2 separate regions of the Mus musculus genome follow, and region 2 is linked to region 1. The links are chromatin contacts, called in public Hi-C maps. All regions are on one chromosome and are shown on one strand. The core of a region is the stretch at or near the end of the contact, and the rest is flanking DNA. Distances in the headings are between cores, read along the strand shown. Region 1 has its middle 57 kb from the start of Gm30184. Region 2 overlaps Gm30184 (a long non-coding RNA gene).

Region 1 (3,115 bases), core at 352-2,851:
CCTTTAATATGTGGTGGAGTAGACCATCATGCTTGCTGTTCTGGGAAACTATCTCCATCACTATGACAGGCAATTTTTAACACATATTATGAATTTGGCTCTGTGTTGAACGATTTGAGGAGTCCATATCTATGCGCCCACACACCTTCATTTCTGTCTAATGAAGAAATCCAATGGAGAAAGAGGTTGAAGCGATGGCTGGGGGTTAGAAGCACTTGCTGTTCTTGCAGAGAATCTGGATTCTGTCCGGAACCTCCACGTGGAGGCTCACAACCATCTGTAACTCCAGTTCTAGGATATCCAATGCCCTCTTCTAGCTTCTGTGGGCTTCTGCATATATGTAATACACACGCATACCCTCAGGCACACATACATATGAAATAAAATAGATTTTATGCATTAAGGTATTAATGTTTTAAAGAATCCAGAGAAAGAAATAAGAATGGTATTCTAATCTATAATCATATCTTTTAAATGAAGCTTTCTCCATTTGTTAGTAAGAACAGACTCAGAGATGGGATATTCTAAAACCTGTCTAATTAAAATATGAAATTATAGCATACTTATGGGTCAAAGCCCAGTAGAAAACAAGATTCTCCAGGCCCACCCTTCAGATGGGGAGATTCTGGGGCAAATGACTAATTAAGAAAATGCCGTACAGGCTTGCCAATCATATGGATATGTTTTTCTTAATTGAAGTTCACACCCTCTCAGATGGCTTTCACTTGTGTCAAGTGACATGAAACCATCCAGCAGAGACAGGCAGGGGACACGGTCTTAAAGACCATAAACTTTAGAGCCCGGCCTTGTAGGTTCCAATGCTGACTTGGCCACTTACTAACACTTACTAATTATGTTAGAGGCACAGAGGAGACTGAGCTAACAAACAAAGGACTCTGGGGGCATCCAGAGGCTCTCCCAGGGAAGTGGTGGCACTCCAGAGCTGAAATGGGACCCAGTGAGAGCAAGAATTGCAGAAGCGGCTGCAAGACAGGAGCTGAAGCTTACAGAAGCCGTTCCACTGCAGGAGCAAACACTGCATGGAAGCACGAGAGGAGATGCATGCCTCCCTTCCCCTCCACCCATCCACACTCCCAGATCCTCCCCTGGCTGAGCCCAGCATTAAAATCAGCTGGAAAGAGGGTTCAGAAAATACTGCTCACAACTGGTAGTCATCTGCCAGGGACAAAGTCAGGGAGGGAAGGGGGCAAATGCAAGCGTCCAGCAAACACACCAGAGAATGTTTATGGGAGACAGAACCGGAACAAATACCGCCCAGGTGGATGTAAGACCAAAACAGAATACACCTTATGGAAAAAGTGCTTGCTCTGCTTACAGCTAAAACCGTTCAAAAGAAGCTCCCATTTGGTCCTAAATCCTAGCTAAAAGATAAGTTAAGTTTGCCTCATTTTATGTCCCTGCTAATTAAGGCTTCTAAGGCCATTTGTCCTGTGTTATGTCCCTGCTAATTAAGGCTTCTATTCACAATCAGGAGCAAGTTCCTGGTTTGACATAAACTGCTTGTAACCCACATTCACTGATGTATATCCTTGCCTTTGTTACTGCTTGGAACCTCCAGTTCACTTGAATTACATCCTTGCCTTTGTTCCTTGTATCCTTTTAACAGAGAGTAACCACCAACCCTCTCACCCCTATGAATACCTTATCTCTCCTATAAGAGGGACTTCAAGGAGCCAGTGGAGATTGCTCGCTCAAACCCTGACTTAGGGAGAGACAGCCAGCTGGCCAGTCTCAAGTACTCCCAAATACAGTTTGCTTTAAATTGAAAAAAAAAAAAAATGTGGACTTGGTCCTTTCTTTCTCGAGAATCTCAGGATTCACCATTTAGTCACAAATAGTAGGTAGTAACACAGAATATGTAATAAACCTGTCTAAGTGTTTTACATTTGTCATGACTGAATCCTCAGAGTGTCCTCGGGAGCCAGGACTATTGTTATCCTTATGAACAGGTAAGGAAACTGAGGCAGAGAAAGTTTAAGGAACCTGCACCAGGTATACAAAGTCTAAGTGCCCAAGTCAGCATTAGAGCCTAATGTGGCCTGGCTCCCAAGTTCATGACCTTCAAGACTGTGTCCCCAGCCTGCTTGTACAGGCTAGTTTTATGTCAACTTAACACAAGCTGAAGCCATTTTAAAGGAAGGAAGCTCGATTGAGGAAACGCCTCCATAAGAGTAGCCTGTGGGCAAGCATACGGGGCATTTTCTTAACTAGTTATTGGTGTGCCGGGGCCCACCAACTGTGGGTGGGTCCGTCTCAGGGCTTATGGTTCTGGGTTCTGTAAGAAGACAGGCTGAGGAAGTGAGCCAGTTTAGCTCTCTTTCACAGCCTCTACATCAGCTCCTGCTTCCAGGTTCCTACCTATGCCTGGTTTGAGTTTCAGTCTTAGCTTCTGGCAATGGTCTGTGATTCGGGATATATAGACCATATAAATCTCCCTCCAAGTTCCTTCTGGTCATGGTATTTCATAACAGCATGAGTAATCCTAACTGAGACAATGCCATATACCTGAGAACCCTGGTTCTACCAGTCTCTCGGACCAGCATCTCTGAATACAAAATCCTCCGAGAAAGTCAAATTTGATGCCTCACGATCTCATGAGGTATTTCCTCCTAATGACGCTGGAAGAGTGTTTGGGATTGTCCCTCTTCTGCCATTCATGAGAAGAAAATCAAACATCATTCCGGGTTTGCATTCAATTCCCACAGGAGTCAGGAATTCTTGGATGAGTGGTAGAGAAGTAATCAAACTACAGTCCGTTTCCACGGAGAAAGCCAGTGGCAGAGAGGGAAACGCTGTGATTTAAAGCCCGAGGAGAGATGTGTTTTCACAAAGAGCAACTGCTGCCTCCGTGACCGATCTGGTCCAGGCTGAGTGTTGACGTTCTTGAGCTAGTAAAATTGCAAAGCTCCTCAGAGACTTCCTTCTTCGAGGCAGAAAGAAACCGATTGGCCGTTTAAGCTGAGGTGGGTACCGCTCATGAGCTTGAAAGGAAGCTGGAATACAGAAGGACTTATTTGAACAAGGCTGCAGTAGTCAAGGGATTGTTACTGCAACTCATCGCGGCCTTCCTGAGAAGTGTGGAAGAGGCCCCCCA
Region 2 (3,115 bases), core at 306-2,805, 45 kb after region 1:
GCAGAGAGTGGATTTAAGGTATAGGTGGATTGAATAACTTCTAGAGGATCTTTGTATTTTCTGGCCATCAAGATGGGAATGTCTGTTTCTTCAAATTCTGTCATTCTGGAGGCTCCTAAAGAAGCCGGAGAGTGTCACACTGTGTGGGGGAACCGGCTTCCTTCACTGACTTCTGTGGCAAAGTGACACATCTCCATGAAAAGCAGGGGTCCTGATTGTCACTCGCCTTTCAGTAGCTGAGAGTAAAGAGAAAACAGGAACTGTGGAGAAGCACTGGACTTGGGAAAACATAGATTTTCCAGGATAAAAGTCCAAGCCTGGTATTACTCAGCCCCCAAATTCACAGAGTCCTGTAGAGGTAATCGCTAGCAGAAAGGAAGCTTAAAAGTAAGCGATTTGGGCCAAAGTAAGCTAGGACCATTACAGAGCGAGACAGGCCCACTCCTTACCAAATGCCATTGTGGCCTGGGGCTTTGTAGTGCAGTGTTGCTGTCCCAGCATGGCATTTAGATTATTACTTGAAACAAGAATACACATGTCTGATTCTGTTTGCTATGTCAAGCCTTTGATATATTTTTCAAATGATTTGGTTTTAAAATAAAGTTTCCTTGTCTCCTACTTAGACACCCACCTTGATACCTAATCTTCACATGCACACACATAATCATATGCATATGTGTTTACACACAGTGACATGTCTGTACACACATGCACATGTACATATGTATATGTATATATATATATATATATATATATATATATATATAGAGAGAGAGAGAGAGAGAGAGAGAGAGAGAGAGAGAGAGATGAGAGAGAGAGAGAGAGAGAGAGAGATATTACAAAGACTTCTTCCTGGTGACTATTTCATCTTGGATTATCACAGCCCTTGTTAGCAACGCTGTCTGCCCGGAGTGACTGATTCAGAAAGCTTAAGTATCCTTTCTCATCTGAACTTTAAGATTTTCAGTTTGCCTCAACTTCCTTGAATACAAGGTTTGTTACAGCATTACTCTCTGGAAAACTTCTCTCTAATTAGTACTTATGTTGACATGGAATTTCAAGGCAGTCTGCCTACTACTTCCTAATCCACTTCAGTTCCTGGAGCAGACAGGCATTCATAAATGAAACAGCGTGTAGGCAGCAACATCCCGAGGTCTGAGTGGAGGCTGCATTTCTCAAAAGCTTCCCCAAATACAAGCTTGACTGAGAAGAGGAAGCCCGACGCCCCCAGGAGAGGCATAAAGGAGACAGTTGCAGCCATAAAGAGGCCAGGAGAAGTACTCAGGACAGGAAGGGGGAGGGGGAAGAGTACAAGCAAGTCATGGCTGTTTTGAAAAACTGTGGCAGTTTGAAAAACTGTGGAAATACTCAGAAAAAAAGAAGGCGCACAAACATTTAGAACAGGAAATTGTATGCTCAGCATAGACCTAAATCTGTGGTAGGCTTGGGTGTTTCTAGGAAGAAAAGTCACCAAGGACAAACAAAGGTACCTCCCCGCGCCCCGCCCCCATCAAGGTTCCTTTTGTTAGATTTGTCTTAGTACCAATTATGCCTTGTGATGCTAAAAGGTACACGTTCACACAGCTCCTAACTACTCGGCTCCTTCCTGCCCCTGAGATACTGTGGTGTGGCATCTGCACTCATTGAAAGTAGAAGCAAAAAGAAAACCATTCGTGGGAGTCAGTCCTTTTCTCCCAATGCACACACTCCCAGGTCAGTGACTCCTGACTGAGCAGTCGCTCGAGCACAATATGTGATTAACTGTGAAGACAGTGTTGGTCTCTGCCCAGGGCACTCCACCATGGCCATGGGGACACACTGGACTTCCTTACCCACATGGGTCCAGGAAGTTCAAGAAACAGCTTCTAGGCCAGACCCTGCTCAGGCTGACACACAATCCTAGCTCCATCCCTAGTACCGTCCTCCTTGATTTACTCAGTAAATGTCCCATGACTCTCTGGGCCTGTCCATGAACAGTCCTCTAGCTCCTGAGACAGCCTCATACCTGAACAGACATGGGACTGTTGTCTTCATGTCCCATCTAGACATGAAGCTGTTTCCCTGAGTGATTCCCCGGACTCCTAGCTTTGAATCGCCTCTCAGACCTACTAAGATTTACCCCAAAAAGAGGCAAGAAGGCCAGACACTGGGCTGTGAGCAACCACCTCTCTGGCCCTGCCTTTGCATGCATGTGGCCTTTCTTAGCTTTGTATACATCCATCTTCTCCCCAAGACATTGGTTCTCCTCTCCTCAGGGACCATAAGGTAGAGTGGCTTCAAGGAAATACTGCTTTCACAGGGTTGGAAGTACTAGAATTTAACGTTCTCACAACACCTCGTCATGCATTTCCATTTCTATAATCTCTTCTGTGGATTCTCGATGAGCAACAGGGGCCAACAACATGGCTTAGCAGTAGGAGCGACAATGCCATAGCAGAGGACCTGAATTTGATTCCTCTCACATCAGGTGGCTTACAATCACTTGTAACTCCAGCTCCAAGGAAACTGGTGTCCTCTCTGGCTTCCCTGGACTCACATATGTTGCATATATTCACACAGGCTTACTCATAAACAAAGTAATGGGTTTGTTTGGTTTTTTTTTTTTTTTACAAGAGAAACAAGACATGCGGTGGCACATTTTAATCCCAGAGCTTGGGAGGCAAAGCAAGCATATTGTTGTGAGTCTAAAGGAAAAATCTTAAGAATTTGTGTTGAAGGCCTCAATCTATGAGAGATAACTCATGTGGTCTGCTCAGCCTGCCCTGTGCGTTGGCAGTCCAGTGGTCAACCGTGTTAGCTGCAATTGCTGTGCCATGAAGAGGAGTCCATCTTAGCCGAACAGAGCGTCAGAAGAGCGGAGCTGACACTTAGGTGACCACCATGTTCATATCCAGTCGTTTAAGGTGCTGACTCCCATGACCACCAACAGAAAGAGTGCTGCCAAATCCCTGCCATCTTCGATCCCGCTTTCCACAAAGTACACTGTCATCCTGATACCAAGGAAAGACTTGCAAGCTCTGCCTTACCAGGAGAGGAATGAAGGAACCAGACACAGAAGGACTCTGAACCTATAGTATATACACTGTAGACATTGTAGGTTGTATGTTATGAGATT

What was found. A called contact is a pair of places that touch in the nucleus more often than the background predicts.
Region 2: a Hi-C map of cranial neural crest shows a contact between it and region 1, with 2.4 times the contacts expected there. The contact joins two enhancer-like sites. A contact is called at or near these places in 1 of 39 promoter capture datasets (the C10 cell line) and 15 of 484 Hi-C or Micro-C datasets (the C10 cell line, the C2C12 cell line, the HL-1 cell line and 8 more).

Annotation. Positions count from the first base shown.
Region 1 is chr3:40,395,395-40,398,509 of GRCm38.p6, forward strand. No RefSeq gene overlaps it. Among named protein-coding and RNA genes, the nearest start is that of Gm30184, 57 kb to the right of the region's middle. Within about 2 kb of position 1,602, at least 5 of the 459 cell types and tissues checked have an H3K27ac peak or open chromatin away from gene starts, as enhancers often do.
Region 2 is chr3:40,440,071-40,443,185 of GRCm38.p6, forward strand. The region is part of intron 3 of Gm30184 (a long non-coding RNA gene); the gene reads right to left. Among named protein-coding and RNA genes, the nearest start is that of Gm30184, 12 kb to the right of the region's middle. Within about 2 kb of position 1,556, at least 20 of the 459 cell types and tissues checked have an H3K27ac peak or open chromatin away from gene starts, as enhancers often do.